2 separate regions of the Hordeum vulgare genome follow, and region 1 is linked to region 2. The links are chromatin contacts, called in public Hi-C maps. All regions are on one chromosome and are shown on one strand. The core of a region is the stretch at or near the end of the contact, and the rest is flanking DNA. Distances in the headings are between cores, read along the strand shown. Region 1 holds the start of LOC123403123 (heptahelical transmembrane protein ADIPOR2-like). Region 2 holds the start of LOC123404569.

Evidence for each region. A called contact is a pair of places that touch in the nucleus more often than the background predicts.
Region 1: a Hi-C map of seedling shows a contact between it and region 2, with 7 times the contacts expected there. The contact joins the promoter of LOC123403123 here to the promoter of LOC123404569 in region 2. A contact is called at or near these places in 3 of 6 Hi-C or Micro-C datasets (leaf and seedling) and 1 of 1 datasets of contacts at active chromatin or transcription factors (embryo).

What each region holds. Positions count from the first base shown.
Region 1 is chr6H:118,460,978-118,465,462 of MorexV3_pseudomolecules_assembly, reverse strand. LOC123403123 (heptahelical transmembrane protein ADIPOR2-like) reads left to right here and starts at 1,515. Exons shown (of 4, transcript XM_045097086.1): 1 at 1,515-1,987; 2 at 2,091-2,180; 3 at 2,943-2,988; 4 at 4,280-4,485. The coding sequence starts at 1,725.
Region 2 is chr6H:117,878,344-117,882,899 of MorexV3_pseudomolecules_assembly, reverse strand. LOC123404569 reads left to right here and starts at 2,054. Exons shown (of 1, transcript XM_045098507.1): 1 at 2,054-4,407. The coding sequence starts at 2,243. The coding sequence ends at 4,204. It overlaps LOC123404576 (autophagy-related protein 11), which reads left to right. Exons shown (of 5, transcript XM_045098514.1): 4 at 1-110; 5 at 408-986. The coding sequence ends at 770.

The sequences.
Region 1 (4,485 bases), core at 266-2,765, 580 kb before region 2:
CGAGAAGTTCCGCCACCTACATAGTCGTTGGATCGTCCTTGATCCATGCGACCTCAAACGTGCTCACACACCTTCATTCTTTTCTTCGCCTACCACATGCTTGTTTGTCGTATCTTGCAATAACAATGGTTTGTAAACCACGTCAGGGATCAACGATGGCAACTTACATAAGTTTTTGCAACATCAGCTACGTTGCACAAAATAATTGCAACAAAATCTCTATTGCGCTTTTTTTGCGACAAGAACTTTGTTGCAAAAAATATCCTGCAACACAATCGGTGTTGCAAAAAACATTGCGCAACAAAATTATGTTACAAAAATCTATAGGTATTTCGACAACATGATCCTTGTTGTAGAAAATATTCTATAACAAATTCTATTAAAAAATCTACGGACATATTCGCAACATGCTCTCTCTTGCAAAAGATTTGGACCATAATCTATGGTGCAAAAGACCCGTCGGCCACTTTTTAACACGTGAGCCGGACGCGTAGCAGCGTACATGTTTCTGCAACTCAAACGTTGTTTCGGGATTTTATGTGGTGGGCGGAGGCGACCGAGCTGTTGATCGAACGGTGCATGCGTGTACATCGGACGGATAATCGGGTGGTGGATGATTACTACAAATTCACCTAGGAGTCCCCTATATAACCTTCGAAAGAACAATGCTGCGCTAGGGCCCACACGCCAATGAAACACACACGGGTGGCATATATATCCCTTTCTTTTTGGGAAAAGATTAACTTCTACCGATCGATCCCGTGCGCCTTTCTATCGGCTCCGTGGCCGTTCGATCATGTGTTGATTAGACAGTCGACACAGTCCCTGTGTCCGTCGAAGCCGTTTTTGTTTTCCTGCAACGTGTCTGTTGTTTCAGGGCAGTCATTCCTGGCATTGGGTAACAGTGGGTACACCTGACCTATGTGAAGATGTCGTAATTTTTGTAACATGTTGTAATTTTTGTAATATGGGTCAAAAGATGTTGTTGTTTTTGCAACATGTCGTAATTTTTACAACATAGATCAGAAGATGTCATTACTTTTGCAACATGGGTCGGAAGATATCGTAATTTTTGCAACATGGTCGTTGTTTCTGCAACGAGGCCGTTGTTTCAGGAATTGTTTCCGCAACACACTCGTTGTTTCAGAAATTATTTCTGCAACACGACCATTGTTTTAAGAATTGTTTCTACAACACGACCATTGTTTCTGCAACTGATTTTTTTGTTTCGGAATTATTAATGCGTCGGCAAGGCGACAAACCGCATGCGAGGAGTTAGATCGGACGGCTCGCGCACGAATATCCGACGGTTATTGAGGTGATGGGTGTACGTGTACCGATAGATGGGTAGCCCTCCCCTTTCTTTTTCCCTTGTAATCCGACGGTTAGGAGAGTGGCTGCGCCCAAAAGCACCCTGTAACCTCTGTAGCTTTGACAAGCGTGTGCGACAGAGGAAGTCCATGTGTGTGGCTCGCCACCAACATCACCGCACCACACCACACCACACCGCACGACGCCCGCGCCGCGCGCTCCCCGCCAAGATTCGCCAGGCGGCCTCGTCTCCTCCCATCCCCCTATAGCCTCCCTATAGTCCGCCTATAACACCACCACCACCTCCCGGGCTCCCCCGCACGAACCGCGGACCAGACACACACAACCCCGACGCAGCCGCGCGCGCGCACAGAGCCGGAGAGAGAGGGAGAAAGAGGCACCGGGCCCGTCGCATGGGAGCGCGGTCGACGGCGACCGCGGGGGAGGCGGTGGCGAGGCGGGGCAGCAGGAAGAAGGCAGCCATGGCGCCGTCGCTGGGCGGCGTGGAGGCCGGCGGCAGGCGCAGGGGCCCGCCGCGTCTGGTGGGGTACGAGGAGCTCCCCGAGTACCTCAAGGACAACGAGTACATCCGCGGCCACTACCGCGTCGAGTGGCCCATCCGCGACGCCCTCCTCAGCGCCTTCTCCTGGCACAACGAGACGCTCAACGTCTGGACGTGCGTGCCCGCCCAACCACCCACCCCGATCCACCCATACGTTCCCCACCCCCGCGAATCGATCGATCCACCGATTTGATCCGCCGCCGTTTGGCTTTCGCAGGCATTTGGGCGGGTTCCTGCTGTTCCTGGCGCTCGCCGTCGCCGGAGGCGGCCCGGAGGCCGCACACGAGGCCGCGCCGGGGATCATGAGGTACGCGCAACGCTACTTCTTGACTTTCCTTTTTTCCCTCCGCCGTCCTTCGGATTAAAAATGATGATTTGTTCTGACTTCAAGAACGATCCCTTCCGATTCCCTTCCGCGTGATTAGCGGGCGGCTCCCGGCTTTGAAACTTGAAATGGTCGCTTCCGATCGCAGAATGAATCCGCCATCGTAGCCCACACGTCACACGGGAGACCTCGAATTTGTTTCGCGGGCGGGCAGTTTGGAGAGCGCGCACGTCACACACACACAACCCGCCCACGCCCAACGTGTGTGGTTTGCGCGTTCGTTCCATCAACCGAACGCACGCGCATGCGCAATCACACGTTTGTTCAGTGATACTACCGACTCTTTCATGCATTGCCAACCATTGATGCTGGCTCCAACTGGCTACGACTGTACTTTAGTTCTCAAGAATAAGCTTGTTAGATGCTGCCGATGTGAGATGTGACAAGAACACACTGTCCTAGTAGCAAGTGCGTGAACAACACCAAACGAACGAGGTTCGCGCACAAGGACATGACCCATGCGGTAGTCTATGTGCATTATCCGCCTCACACGTCTTATCGTGATGTCGGCACTTTGCAAATGCAATGCTGGCGCAAATTACAGATTAGTTGGGGGGTTCCAGTTCTGAAACCGTCTTTTCTCTTTGATGCTCCTTTTCCACCAAGGCGTTAATTCGTCATGCTTCAGTCGGTTTTTTGAATTCCTAAAAAAATGGTATGTGCCGTGTTCTTTTTCTCTCGCAGGTTTGTGGTGGGATCAGCTAATTCGTCATGGAAGAGCGATCAGTCGGTGAGAAACGCATCTAAGAAACCTTATCTTGTTTTGGGATTATTTTCCAGCACTGCATATTTTTCTCTCATACAGTATATCCGTAGTCCCCAAGATTCTGGGACAGATGGTGCTAGATAGCATGATTAATGAACTGAGACGAGCTCTATCAAGGTGACTATAATTATTCAGATACCAGTAGTGTAGTGCCACCAATGATTTAAATATAACTGCACCGAGTGAGTACCATGTAATAATGTGGTCATGTAGATCCCCACCACGCAGAAAGAGACGTGCATGGACAGCTATGTGTGTGAGCTGCCCACATGATCAATCGTTGATCCATGTCCTCACACTTCAGCTGTCCGTGTATTGTTCAAGCAACAATATATATATACAACAGTCCAAGCAACAGGTCAAAGCAACCCATGTACTCGAGATACTAGCTCTCTGTATTGTTTGGGAATTGCTATTTGTGATGACCATGCACAATATTATAGATTAAGAAAACTCATAGGTTGAGGAAGTTACAAGAGGACATCGGCAAAATTACCCTTCCATTTCAGTCTTGTTCTGAAATAGTACCGACGAATAATTTTCGTGGATAGGAGCGTGAAACAAATAATGAGATAAGGTGCAGAAATGACATTAGTTAAAAAAATGAATGTAGGACGTAGAGGTGCTAGTATAATGCAGTGAAATGGCATTAGAGAAAGATGAATGTCCAAGGTAGAGGTACTAATCGGCTCCATCTTCCGATAGGTTCTTCTGTGGTAAGGACAACTCGTGAGTCCTTTCCCGATCACTCTCCTGGTCCAGGGCAACCTGACCAACCGACCAAAACCAAGGAGCCATGTGTAGCTGTGCACTTCGAATCTAGTTCACCTTCTGCTGCAACGTAACATCACGTCACGTGTAGTCGTCTTGTTCCGAACAATGAACAAACATCGCTGCCTCAGGCTCAGTGTGTTTGTACAAAATCTCGCTTTCTCTTTCACATTCACTTTGCATGAGGAGAAATAGATGACTTTTGCAAGCATTTTCACGTTTGCTCACCTGCAAGAAGCAGTGTTGCTTTCAGCTACTTCCTCAATTTGAACTCAAATTGGTTCTGTTGAGCAGACAATACCAAGTGGCAAATCTTTCCAGTCATCCTATCGTTGATTCCTGCGTACGGCGACGAATCTGTCCGTGCCATTTACCATTTTACCCGCAAGCACTATTCAAATATATATTTTTTTCACCAAAATGCAATGGTTTTACATGCCAAACTGAGATTTTTGTTCACTGGGCGTTGGTGTTTTGCGTACAGGGCCTGCCGAGCCATGACGCGGCGGCGGCGGTCCTGGGAGGACACGGCGTGCCGCGGTGGCCGCGGATGGTGTTCCTCGTGGGCGCCATGGCGTGCCTGGCCATCAGCGCGACGGCGCACCTCCTCGCGTGCCACTCGCGCCGCGCCACCGTCGTCTTCTGGCAGCTGGACTACGCCGGCATCTCCATCATGATCGTCGCCTCCTT
Region 2 (4,556 bases), core at 805-3,304:
TAGAACGCTACTCAAGGGTGGAAGCAGCACACGGGATTCTTATAAAAGAGTTGGAGGAGAAGAAAACACTGGTCAACAATCTATATAGTAAATTTCAGCTGGAGAAACAGGTACAGAATTCAGCTTCTCAAATCATAAGATGTGAATATTTTCGTTGGTAGATACCCATATAAAAAATCAGATAAACCTTGAATTTGGTAAAATAATGAACTATCCAAATGTAATGGCATAACATGAGTATCATGACTGATGAACATGAGTATCAACAAGCATGCTGTGGATTTGAAATCTATTATGAAGTTAAGACTTAGACCTGATTGAATTTGTACGTGTTAATCTCTTGTACTTTTTAATTTGCGATAACGAGCAAGTAAGGTGTAGCGTGTGCTTCAAAACTGTTTCAACAGGCCAGCAAGGAGAAGATATCGGTTGGCCATTTCGACGTCCACGAGCTTGCGGTGTTTGTCCGGAACCCTGCCGGGCACTACGAGGCAATCAACCGGAGCCGGTCGAACTACTTCCTCTCTGAGGAGTCGGTGGCCCTGTTTACGGAGCCCCACCTTCCTCGGCAGCCTGCCTACATAATCGGCCAGATCGTGCACATTGAGCGGCGCGCGGTGAAGCACGCCGACCAGAACGAAGCCTCGCCGCGCCCTGGCAGCCACCGGCGGTCTGCGCCGAACAGCAACCCCTACGGCCTGCCGGCGGGCCGCGAGTACTTCGTGGTGACGGTGGCGATGTTGCCTGACACTGCTGCAGCTGTCCGTTGAAGCAATAACACCTTCCTGATCCTGCCTAGCCATGGCTGCTGAAATGAAGGGAGAAAAAACCCTCAACTGTAAATATACAGCCACTTGTTTAAAATTTATTTATGGTTTGCTCATTTGGTTCGTCTGCATTTGCCTGCTGCCTTGTGTACATAATGCTCGGATTCGTCTGTAAATATGACTCGGCCACTGCTGTTATTATCATCTTGGTTCGTTCAAGGAGACTGAATGATAGTACTAGTAAAATATTGCGCGTTTATTGCTTTTGGCTCCCGAGCTAACTGGAGGCCTTTAAATTCAAACTTCAAATTCAGTGAAAATTTGTATTTTAATGTTTCAAATTTTTTTTAAAAAAAAACATAGATAAATGAAGGTATAATACACAAGTGTGTAAATTTTCAGAACAAAATACGTTGAAATGAGGGCTGTGCAAAAAAGACAAATCTGAGGCTGTTTAACACATGTTACTATTCATCATTTCAGACCATGAATTTGTCTTTTTTATACAGATCACGTTTTAAAGTATTTTGACCTGAAATTTTACACACATGTCGTTACATCCTTACATACATGCATATATTTTTTTCAGAATTTTTTAAACCATAAAAATTTGAATTTGAATTTTTTAAAAATAAAGGCCTTTATGGTGCTCGGCCTCCAAAACGTCATTCTCAATATTGTGCCAATTTGTTTTCTCTGGTTCCCAACACTGTTTCACCTTGAGCATGGTATATCCTGTTGCAAAAATGGTTTTAAGAATTCAGAAGATGCAATAATGGTCTTAAGAATTTGAAAAAGGTTGCTCAGAAGAGATAGATGTATCCCAACTTCCATTGCTAGGAAATCTTCTTTTTGTTTGTGAATTCCTGTTTGTATTGAATGCATGCCCATCAAAGAAAGAAAATTAATTGATCCCCATACCGTGCTAGCCCAAACATGATCTTCATCAACTTGAATTTGGTGCTATCGCCTGCCTTTGCAAACAATTCCTCTTGAACATCCAAGAAGCAAGTCAAGGTCGCCGGCCCTGGCAAAGATAATCTACTGATATTACAATAATAATAAGAAGATGATGCCTAAGAAAGGCACCCCGGAGTGGAGCTCAAGTAACAGGGCCTACTAATTCTCGTCTGAACTGCTCTGACGACTTGCCACAAAACAAGTGATGGCATACAGTTGGCACGCCCATAAGTCACGATGCGACGTGGCCGCTACCGAGAAAGCAAACTCCTCAACGAGGAACACGAGAGGCAAGTTCTAGTCGGTTCATTGATCACACCGACCTTAACCCCATCCTTGCCTGCCACGGAACCTGCTGCCCGCTGCATATAACTCCACTCGCCACCATTCTCCTCCTCCACGCAAGCCCGCCCGAAGAGCCCGACCCCATCCAGAACTCGCTCGCAGAAGAGAAAAGGACCGACCGAGTGACAGACTGACAGTGAGTGACTACTTCAGAAACTCCGCCGATTCCGATGGCCGGCTTCACCCTGGTCGGACCGCCGGAGGCTGCGACCGCACTGGGCGCGGCGGCGGAGATGAAGACGGACGGGAAGGGGAAGGCGCTGACGGAGAACTCCTCGCCGACGTTCGTGGACCTGTTGGACGCCAGCTTCAACATGGAGACGGAGATGAAGACGGACGGGAAGGGGAAGGCGCTGACGGAGAACTCCTCGCCGACGTTCGTGTCCTCGGGGGACCCCTGCCTCGACTTCTTCTTCCACGTGGTGCCCGGCACGCCGGCCGCGTCCGTCGCCTCTCTGCTCGCCGCGGCCTGGGCCGCCGACCCGGTCACCGCGCTCCGCCTCGTCGCCAACCTCCGCGGCGTGCGGGGCTCCGGCAAGTCCGACCGCGAGGGCTTCTACGCCGCCGCGCTCTGGCTCCACGCCCGCCACCCGGCCACGCTCGCGCGCAACGCCGCCTCCGTCGCCGCCTTCGGCTACCTCAAGGACCTGCCCGAGCTGCTCCACCGCATCGTGCACGGCGGCAAGTCCACCAGGACCCCCGGCAAGAAGGCCCGCCTCGAGGCCGAGGGCGGATGGTTCCTACGCCGCGGGCGGGGCAGAGGACGCCGGAGCGGCTCTGGCGGCGGCAAGGGGCGCAGGGAGGACCGCGTCGGCGCGTCGGAGGAGCGCGTCGCGGCCAGCCTGGAGCGTGACCGGAAGCTCGCGGCCGCGGCCGCCGTGTCGCGCCGGGCCAAGAGGGCGGGGGCCGCGGCGAGGGTGTTGGACATGTACAGCCGCGACTCCACGTACCGGTTCCTGCACGACCGCACGGCCGACCTGTTCGCCGAGCTCCTCGCGGAGGACATGCGCAAGCTGTCTGTCGGCGATGTCAAGCATTTCTCGCTCGCGGCCAAGTGGTGCCCGTCGCTGGACTCGTCCTACGACCGCTCCACCCTCCTCTGCGAGGCCATCGCGCGGCGGCTCTTCCCCAGGGGCTCGTCGTCGGAGCTCGGCGACGACCTCCCGGACGCGCACTACGCTTACCGCGCGCGCCAGCGCCTCCGCAGAGCGGCCATGGTCCCGCTCCGCGCTGCGCTTAAGCTCCCCGAGGTGTTCATCTCGGCGCGCGCCTGGGAGTCCGTGGTATACACGCGCGTGGCCTCCGTGGCCATGAAGAACTACAAGGACCTCTTCCTCAAGCACGACGCCGAGCGCTTCAACGCCTACCTCGCCGATGTCAAGTCCGGCAAGAAGCGGATCGCTGCGGGCGCGCTGCTCCCGCACCAGATCATCGAGTCCCTCGGCGAAGATGGGGACGACGGCGGAGTGGCCGACCTGCAGTGGCAGCGCATGGTCGACGACATGCGCGCCCTCGGCAAGCTCAACAACTGTGTGGCCGTGTGCGACGTGTCCGGAAGCATGTCCGGCCTGCCCATGGACGTGTGCATCGCGCTTGGCCTCCTCGTGTCCGAGCTCACGGACGACCCGTGGCGCGGCCGCGTGATCACCTTCAGCGAGCGACCCAACATCCACATGATCAAGGGCGAGACCCTTTCCGAGAAGACCGAGTTCGTCCGGTCCATGGATTGGGGCATGAACACCGATTTCCAGGCAGTGTTCGACAAAATCCTGGAAGTGGCCGTGGGCGCCGGCCTGCCGGCGGAGAAGATGGTGCGGCGGGTGTTGGTGTTCAGCGACATGGAGTTCGACCAGGCGTCGGCTAACCCGTGGGAGACGGACTACGAGGCGATCGTGAGGAAGTTCTCGGAAGCTGGCTACGGCGCCGCCGTGCCGGAGATAGTGTTCTGGAACCTGAGGGACTCCAAGGCCGTGCCGGTGATGTCCGGACAGAAGGGGGTGGCACTGGTCAGTGGATTTTCCAAGAACTTGCTCAAGCTGTTTCTCGACGGCGGTGGCACGTTCACCCCGAGGGTCGTCATGGAGAAGGCCATCGCCGGGCCGGAGTATGATCAGTTGGCCGTGTTCGATTGATGCCAAACGATTGCATAAAGGACTATTGTGCATCGCGTCAGTCTTGCAGTCTCGGTGATGGTGGGCTAAATGAGTGTTCGTCCAATGCAGTGGCTCCAGCTTCGTTTTTCTTGGAACTTCTCAACTTTTGCTTAGTGTAAAAGAATCTTGTTCAGCAATGCCTGTTATTCTGTATATGGTATTCCAACAGGGAATTCTATCTTCGGCCCCGACTTCTCCTGGACGCGCGTCGATTGTCTCGGTATCTATCAGTCAATCTTGAGAAGTTGCTCCTCATTTCTCCCTATTCTCATTACTCTCATTACGCACACTGTCCACATCAGTAATGCGCCACGTCATCCTTTATCTATTA